Linked DNA regions of Mus musculus: region 2 is linked to region 1. Evidence: chromatin contacts called from public HiChIP or PLAC-seq data. All regions are on one chromosome and are shown on one strand. Each heading gives the region's core, a stretch centred on a gene start, on an enhancer-like site or on the middle of the called end of the contact. The rest is flanking DNA. Distances are from core to core; before and after follow the strand shown.

Evidence for each region. HiChIP or PLAC-seq counts read pairs in DNA pulled down with a chosen protein or histone mark.
Region 2: a contact with region 1 is called in a CTCF HiChIP or PLAC-seq map of the NIH/3T3 cell line, with 8 read pairs. The contact joins two enhancer-like sites. A contact is called at or near these places in 6 of 39 promoter capture datasets (cranial neural crest, embryonic stem cells, frontonasal cranial neural crest and 2 more), 1 of 15 datasets of contacts at CTCF or cohesin (the NIH/3T3 cell line), 26 of 484 Hi-C or Micro-C datasets (B cells, the Ba/F3 cell line, the G1E-ER4 cell line and 18 more), 1 of 115 datasets of contacts at active chromatin or transcription factors (pancreatic cancer cells) and 3 of 9 other capture datasets (adipose tissue, embryonic stem cells and pancreatic islet).

The regions. Positions count from the first base shown.
Region 1 is chr11:94,955,811-94,960,026 of GRCm38.p6, reverse strand. No RefSeq gene overlaps it. Among named protein-coding and RNA genes, the nearest start is that of Hils1, 9.7 kb to the left of the region's middle. Within about 2 kb of position 1,801, at least 138 of the 459 cell types and tissues checked have an H3K27ac peak or open chromatin away from gene starts, as enhancers often do. A contact at or near this core is called in the HL-1 cell line, the N1E-115 cell line, the NIH/3T3 cell line and 1 more, where this site is marked.
Region 2 is chr11:95,091,138-95,095,635 of GRCm38.p6, reverse strand. No RefSeq gene overlaps it. Among named protein-coding and RNA genes, the nearest start is that of Itga3, 17 kb to the right of the region's middle. Within about 2 kb of position 2,320, at least 37 of the 459 cell types and tissues checked have an H3K27ac peak or open chromatin away from gene starts, as enhancers often do. A contact at or near this core is called in the HL-1 cell line, the N1E-115 cell line, the NIH/3T3 cell line and 1 more, where this site is marked.

The DNA.
Region 1 (4,216 bases), core at 552-3,051:
CCTAATAGAGAGGAACAACAAAGAAGCAAGGACACATGGCCCAGCCCATCTTTTCTAAGAGAATGCATAGGAGTGTGTCACCCCACAGCATGGCCCCTCTTTAAGGCTTCTGTCTCAGGAGCTTCTGCAGAGCTCCTCAGCTTCCCATTTTTCTTTTCTTTTCTTTTCTTTTCTTTTCTTTTCTTTTCTTTTCTTTTCTTTTCTCTTTTCCTTTCTTTTCTTTTCTTTTCTTTTCTTTTCTTTTCCTTTCATTTCCTCCCCCCCCCCTTTTTTTTTTGGACAGGGTCTCCCTACATAGCCTTGGCTGTCCTGGAGCTCACTATGTAGATTGGGCTGGCTTCAAACTCTCCTAGGGTTTCACAACTTCCTTTAGATCTCTGCTCTAAAACATATCCCCAGATTTGACCTTCCCTGTCCCTTCTGCTCCTGTGCTTTTCAGAGTCCCTTCAAAAGTCCTCTTGGCTCTCCGATAGGAGATGCTGTCTGGGCTCATGGGTTATAGGTCTTCTGAGCTGTTGAGATGGCTCAGCCCTTAAAGGCTAAGCTCACAACTGAAACAGCAAGTCTTCTGCCAGCACTAGATTCAGGATTCTGCCTACCCTCTCTCTAATAGCCCACCCCACACCTACCCCTTAAGGTTCAACACAGCTCCTGCACACAGAAGATGGCAGGCAAGGCTGTTTGGAGGGAATACCTGAGGGATAGTTGTCTGTGTGTCTGCTCAGAGTTATTTTTGTTTGCTTGTTTTAATTTATTTGTTTTTATTTTATGTGCACTGCTGCTTTGCCTGCATGTCTGTGTGTGGCTGTTAGGTGCCCTGGAACTGGAGTTACTGAAAGTTGTGATCTGCCATGTGGGTGCTGGGAATCGAACCTGGGTCCTCTGGAAGAACCAGTGCTCTTAATGGCTAAACCATCTCTCTAGATCCAATTTTTTGTTTGTTTGTTTGTTTGTTTGTTTGTTTGTTTTTAGTTTTTATGTGTATGGGTGTTTGGTCTGCATGTATGTCCTGTAGAGGCCAAAAGAAGTGCCAGATCCTCTGGGATTGGAGTTACAAACAGCTGTGAGCTGCCTTGGGGGTGCCTGGAATTGAACCCGGGCCCTCTAGAAGAGCAGCCTTTTAAGTGCTATCTTAACGGCTGGTTAAGTACAGTAACAGGAAAGGGGGGTGTGGAGTGTAGAATAGGGATGCAATCTGGAACTGACTTTGAACAATCAGTTGAGATAACTCACTATCTTCAGATCAACCTGCTCAGAGCTCTGAGGGAGGCTGCACTTCCTCTGTGGTCAAAAGTAAGTCTTTACCACTATCATCTGTACCCCATTCTGCCTATTCTGGGTACTGGAAGCCCATTAGCTGCTTAATTATGGAACTGGGTAAGCGCTGACAGAGGCTGGCAGGGTGGGGCGGGAGGTGGGGTGCTGGCAAGGTAATGGCTGGAGGGATGGGCTCTTTGCAGAACAAACAGATGCCTCTGGCTTCTCATTGGCTACTTCCTCCTCCCCTTCCCTCCTCCCCCTCCCCCACAGGTCTTTCAGCTGATGGGCAGGCATAGCTCTAGCTCAGTGTCACAGTCCTGGGGCATAGGCTAGCTTCAACTGGATCCCTGCACCCTTAAGGTGGGGGCTGCTGGCTCCCCTCTCACCTCTGTCTGGTCCCCTGCATGTCCTTCCTGGTCGAGGGCGGGAGAATAAGAAGTCAGCTCCTCCCTCCCTCCCTCTGCTTCCTGGCCTTGCCTTGGGCTCTTGGCAGCCTCTACCTCCCAACTCAGTTCCAAAGAGCACACAGGAGCCGGCTTGGCTGCCTTCCTGAAAGGAAGTGGCCCAGACAAGTAGCCGGGAGGATGGCGTGACTACAGAAGACACTGAGCCCTGCCTGGGCATCCACATGTGAACGCCCAGATGACCAGCAGCACAGAGGGAGGACACAGACATACTCACTGGGCAGAAGCCTCTCCTGGAAGAGTAATCAGGATGGCTTCCTACAGTCCCTCACAGAGTAGGCAGCTGTTTCCAGCCCCCACCTTCTGTGGTGTCACCCCGCACTCACTCCACCCTACTTTTAGTCCAGATGATGGCCCTGATTATTGGCTTGATGAGCGGCCTCCACCTTCACTCTAAATACAGACTATGCATGCGCATGCGCAGCCGGACCCTGCAGCCATTTCCGCACCACTCCCTATGGTCCAGTCTCTTCAATACAGAGGCCACCTACTTCGGGCCTCAATCACTAAGGCCACACCTCTCCAGGCAGGGTCCAAACATGGTTCTGGCACACTGTATCGACCTCAACAGTTAGTTTGCTCCCAAACGGAGTCATTCCTACTTCAGGGCTGAAGTGAGAACCCATGAAGGTAGGCATGCCAATACTTCCTAGACACCGCATTATCCCGGGTACCACACAGCCTCCTCAGGCGAGAGGGGTGTGGGTCTCTCTGACCTGTCAGATCCTGACCAATGGGCTCTGCTTCCCCTAATGCCTCAAGAAATTTTTGTTTTTCCTTCTGAATGGAAAGGAATGATAAAGTTTGCACTCCTTAAATGCAAGGACGCTGTTGGTCACGAGTGAACACCAGAACTACATACAGCTAGTTCGAACTGAGATGTGTATAGTTTTTTGTTTGTTTGTTTGTTTGGTTTGGTTTTTCGAGACAGGGTTTCTCTGTGTAGCCCTGGCTGTCCTGGAACTCACTCTGTAGACCAGGCTGGCCTCAAACTCTGAAATCCGCCTGCCTCTGCCTCCCAAGTGCTGGGATTAAAGGCTTGCGCCACCACTGCCCGGCAATGTGTATGGTTTTAATGGTTGAGATTGTATTAGGTTAAATAAGATATGAAACTAGTTTCACCTCACTTTTTATTTTTATTTATTTATTTATTTATTTTGACATAGAGTCTCATGTAACCCAGGCTTTGATCCGGTCTCCATCTTTTCTGTGGCATAGAGATTGAACGCAAAGCATTGTGCATACTAGGAATCACTGTACCAGCGGAGCTACACTGCAGCTCATCTCCCCCCAACCCCCTTTCTAAACATGGATGCTAGAAAATAAAAAATATGGGGCTGGAGAAACGGCTCAGGGTTCAATCCTCAGCACCCACATGGCAGCTCACAACTGTAACTTAGGTTCCAGGGGACCCTGCACCTTCACAAAGACGTACATGCAGGCAAAACACCAATGCACAGAAAATGAAGGAAAGAAAGGAAGAAAGAAAGAAAGGAAGAAAGAGAAGGAGAGAGAAAGAAAGAAAGAAAATGAAAAACATGAGTTTCCCACAATCTACTTTTTAAAATTGCACGTGTGTGCATCCCCCACCCCACACACACACACATACACTCACACACAGGCACACACTCATACACAAGAGCACAGGAATGCACACACACACACATTGTGCGCACTTTCTCCTCCTCCTCCTCCTTCTCCTCCTCCTCTTCCTCCTCCTTCTCCTTCTTCTTCTTTTGAGACAGGATTTCTCTGTATATAGCCCCTGGCTGTTCTGGAACTTGATATGTAAACCAGGCTGCCCTGGAGCTCACAGAGATCCTCCTGCCTCTGTCTCTGGAGTACTGGGATTCAAGGTGTGCCATCATGCCCCTGCTCCTCCTATCATTTTGGGCAGGGAGAAGCACCAGTGCTCCAGCACCTTTGGGTACCAATTCGCTTCCCTCCCTCCCTGCCTGGCTTTGCACATCCTCTGTAAAGAGTTGAGATCTCCATGTGCACAAGGATCAGTCACCCTCCCAGAAAGACTACCTTCTTCCCAGGTCCTGCCTCCTCCGTGCAAATGCCCTGGCTCAGTTTGCAGCACACATTCAGGAGGAACACACTAACAGCCTCTCGCCAGCTCTGAGAATTCCCACTAGTGCGGGGGACTTTGGGATGCTTGTCTTCTTCCACACCAGCCCCTCCTGGTTTTCCCAAGTGTCTCTCTGCTCAGCTTTAACCCATCAGCCTGCACGGATAAACTTGTAAGACTTGTATGTCCAGAGGCTGTGATCTCCCACCTATGCCACACCAAACCGGAAGGGGCCTGTGGACATAGATGTCTTTGCTTACAGGTAAGTGGGCACAGAAAGAGACACATTCACTCAGGTCCCCACTGTGACACCCACACGGGGCCACCCACAGCTCCCATTCACTCCCTCACGTTACCACCCAGGCCTTCCTGTGCCTTAATGAGTGCCTCCCCTCATGGGTGGGTACTCCCCTTGTCC
Region 2 (4,498 bases), core at 1,071-3,570, 140 kb before region 1:
GGGCATTGGCTGGAGTGAGTGAGGGACATGGGAGCCAAGGATGGCAACAGTGTACATATCTCCAGGTTTGCCGCCTTATGTACAGAGCCATCCCTAACCCAAATGGCAGAGCACAGGGTGTCTCTGTAGCTCTGGCTGTCCTGGAACTCACTCTGTAGACCAGGCTGGCCTGGAATTCACCTGCCTCCTAAGTGCTGGGATCAAAGGCATGTGCCACCACCATCCAGCTAAAGATTTATTTTTGTATTTTATGGATCTGAGTGCTCTGTCTTTACGCTCACCAGAAGAGGCAAATCGGATCCCATTATAGATGGCTGTGAGCCACCGTGTGGTTGCTGGGTAATTGAACTCAGACCTCTAGAAGAGAAGCCAGAAACTTTCTTGTCATGTAATACTGGGAAAATCTGAGCCAGACCCAGTGGCAAATGCCTGTAATCCCATCACCCCGAAGAGGATCGTACATATGAGTCTAGCCTGGGGCTGCATGGTGAGACCCTATCTCATTATGCAAATATGGTAAACTAAGGCTCAGTTTACTGATCTGTAAAATGGAGATAATAGCCCCAGGTGTACCTGAAATCCTAGCAGGAGAATCACTTGAGTTCAAGAGTTTGAGACTAGTTTGGGCAATGTAGTGAGATCTCCATCTGAAATAACAAAATAAAACCCCATGTCTTTCAAAGTCACCACTGTTTTTTGCTCTGTCACTTTTCCACTCTCAACTCTATAGTCAGCTGCTAATCTGCCTTGTGGTTTCTACTTGCCTTGTCTGTATGGTTCTTGTAAATGGAACACAGCATAAGCAGCCTTTGGTGCCTGGTTTCTTTTGTTCAGGGTGTGGTGGTGTGAATGAAGATAGCCCCCATAGGCTCATATATTTGAATGCTTAGTTACCAGGGAGTGGAGCTGTTTGAAAGGATTAGAAGGATTAGGAGGTGTGGCCTTGTTGGAGGAACTGTGTCAGTGGGAATGGGCTTTGAGGTTTCAAAAGCGCATGCCAGGCTCAGTCTCTCTGTGCCTGCAGATCAGGATGTAACTTCTCTAGCACCACCTCTGTCATGCCTGCTGCCATGCTCCCCTCCAAGATGCTAATGGACCAAACCTCTGAACCTGTAAGCAAGTCCCACCATAAAATGCTTTCTTTTATAAGAGTTGCCTTGGTTGCTGGGTGGTGGTAGCAGTGGTGCACACCTTTAATCCCAGTGCTCAGAGGCAGAGACAGTTGGATCTCTGAGTCCTAGGCCAGCCTGGTCTACAAAACTAGTTTCAGGACAGGCAGGGCTTCGTGGAGAATTTCTGTCAAAACAAAACAAATCAAAAACAGAACAAACAAACCAAGAGTTGCCTTCCTCATGGTGTCTCTATACAATAGAACACTAAGACACTGCGTTTTCAAGATTTGCCCATATACTCCACGCATAAAATTTTATGCCCTATTGCCAAAGAAAGTTTCCTGTGTGGGTGAACCACATTTTGCTTATCCATTCGTCAATAGATACTTGGGTTGTTTCCATATTTTGGCTATTATAAATATTGTTGGTATGAATATTCATGTCCAGGATTTTGTGTAGACTTGTTCTGTTTTCCTTGGGTATAGACTCACAGGTAGGCTGAGTCAAATGGCATCTCTCTACCCAACCCTTTGAAGAAATGCCAGGCTATATTTTCTTATTCTTACTGTTAGAATTAGAATCAGATGAGGTCCTGATTTCTTCCTGCCTCCCGCCTCCCATCTATTACTTATTTATTTAAGATTTATTTATTTTATATATGTGAATATACTGTTGCCGTCCTCAAACACACCAGAAGAGGGCATCATGTCCCATTACTCCAGCCTAATAAAATAAGTCTTTAAAAAAAGATTTACTTTTAAAAATATAAGTAAGTAAATAAAATACTGGGAAGATTTCTTTTTTTGTTTGTTTGTTTGGCTGGTTGGTTTTTTGAGATAGGGTTTCTCTGTGTAGCCCTGGCTGTCCTGGAACTCATGCAGTAGACCAGGCTGGCCTCTGCCTCCCAAGTGCTGGGATCAAAGGTGTGCGCCACCATGCCCAGCAGGAAGATTTTTTTTTTAACCTTTTATTGATTCCTTGTGAGGTTCACATCACGCACCCCAATCCCACTCATCTTCCAGTCCCCTCATATCCACCCTTTGCCCTTGCAACTTCCCCCCACCCCCACCCCCAGGAAGCACACGTGCAAACAAAGAACAAAAACAGCATAGAAGACACCTCATCATGGACGCTGTAGTGTGTCACAGTGTGTCCCACAGCATAGCCCTTTGTCCACACATCTTGCAAAGGTTCATTGCGATGAGTCATTGGTCTGGTTCGAGATATCTGGCTTCTATGACATCAATGTTGAACTCCTCCCGGTTATCCTGTTGCTGCCCTGGGTCATGGAGATCCTGCAGGTTTGGAACAGCAGGACTGGCCCTTTCATGCTTCCCAGCCACTAGCAGATGATAGAGATTTTGAGGTGGGCCAGTTTAGAACTCTGCCTGTGGGCCTGGCTGGTAGCTGAGCTGGTCAGCTCTCCCTTATCCACACCACCAGGGCAAGCTCTCCAGCACTGCTCTGACTAGGAACTCCAATGCCACCATTGACCGGAGGCAGGGCCAGCTCTCCTGCTCTCACGCCTTTGGGGCTGGCTCACTTGCACCCCTACCACCAGGGGTGACCTTGGTGTGCTGTCCAGGTGAGATTCAGGGCCCGCTTTCCTGAATGCTAAAGCTGGTGAGAGGCAGGGATAGCTCTCCTGAGCTCATGACCCTTTGAATGGCTTTCTCAACTGCCAGAGGTGGTGAGGAATGGGAGAATGGTAGGGGCATCACCTCTGCGCCCTTGCCACCCCATGGCACCCCTGACCCTTCACATCATCTCTCACCACCACCCCCCATCAGGGCCAGCACCATTGTGCTGCCTGGATGAGGCGCAGGGCTCATTCTCCCATGTGCTGCCGGTGGTGAGAGATGGGGCTAACTCTCCAGAGTGCAGCATCCAGTGAGGGGTGGGGCTAGTTCTGCACAGCCTGTGGACACCCCGGTGGTCCCTGGTGGCTGCCCTGACCAGGGACAGCTCCATGTTCTCTAGTGGTAATACAAGCCACAGACATTGACATCAGCCCCTGCTACACAGACTCAAACATGGCCCTCAGTAACAGAACAGTTCGTCCTCACCATGGCTCCAAGTGGCATGGCTGGCCACTCATAGCAGGCTACTCCTCTCCACTCTCGAGTCTCCAGGTTCGTCTCTCTTTGTAATGTTCAAGCTACTCCACTTCTCTTTCTCTCCCATCTGACCACCGCATACTCACACACTGAGGGGGCTCTAGCTGTAGGCTGGCCACACAGCTGGCGGGGCTCTGGGTTACATCCTCAATCCATGCTATATGACACACCAGCCAGCAGGTGTCTGTCACCTGCCTGTGCAGTGCACTGGGGGCGGGGTGGGGGAGGGGCAGGTCTGGGGTGGCATGGTGGTCTGCAGGTGTCTGTCTATCTGTCTTCCTCTTTCTGTGCTGCCTGGATTTGATTTGATTTTTATGAGTCTTCTACATAAAACAGCCGTCTTAGTTTCTATTCCTGCACAAAACATCATGACCAAGAAGCAAGTTGGGGAGGAAAGGGTTTATTCAGCTTACACTTCCACATTGCTGTTCATCACCAAAGGAAGTCAGGACTGGAACCCAAGCAGGTCAGGAAGCAGGAGCTGATGCAGAGGCCATGGAGGGATGCTGCTTACTGGCTTGCTTCCCCTGGCTTGCTTAGTGCTCAGCTTGCTTTCTTATAGACTACCCGCCCAGGGATGGTACCACTCACAAGGGGCCTTTCCCCCTTGATCACTAATTGAGAAAATGCCCCACAGCTGGATCTCATGGAGGCATTTCCTCACCTGAAGCTCCTTTCTGTGATAACTCCAGCCTGTGTCAAGTTGACACACAAAACCAGCCAGTACAACAGCTTTGGCCACCAAGCCAGGCACCAGGATGAACAAAGGAGTTGCCATCTGCTCTGTCCCTGACTGCTATCACCAACAAGGGGTCTCTTTCCCCATTGCCAGAGGGTACACGCATTCTTTTTTTTTTGTTTGTTTTTTCGAGACAGGGTTTCTCTGTGTAGCCTTGGCTGTCCTGGAACTCACTCTGTAGACCAGGCTGGCCTCGAACTTAGAAATTCGCCTGCCTCTGCCTCCCACGTGCTGGGATTAAAGGCGTGAGCCACCATGCCCGGTGGGTATACGCATTCTTAACCACTGTACCATTTCTCCAGCTCCCAGCCTGCATGTTTTTAAGTTAGACTGTTTGTGTTTTTATTATTGAATTACTTTAAAAAATTCCACCTACAAATCTCTATAAGATTCATGAAAAAAATACTCTTAAAAATTTTTCATTTTTTAAAAAAATTTTTTATGTGCATTGATATTTCGCCTGCATGTATGTCTGTGTGAAGGTGTCAGATCCCCTGAAACTGGAGTGACAGACAGTTGTGAGCTGCCAT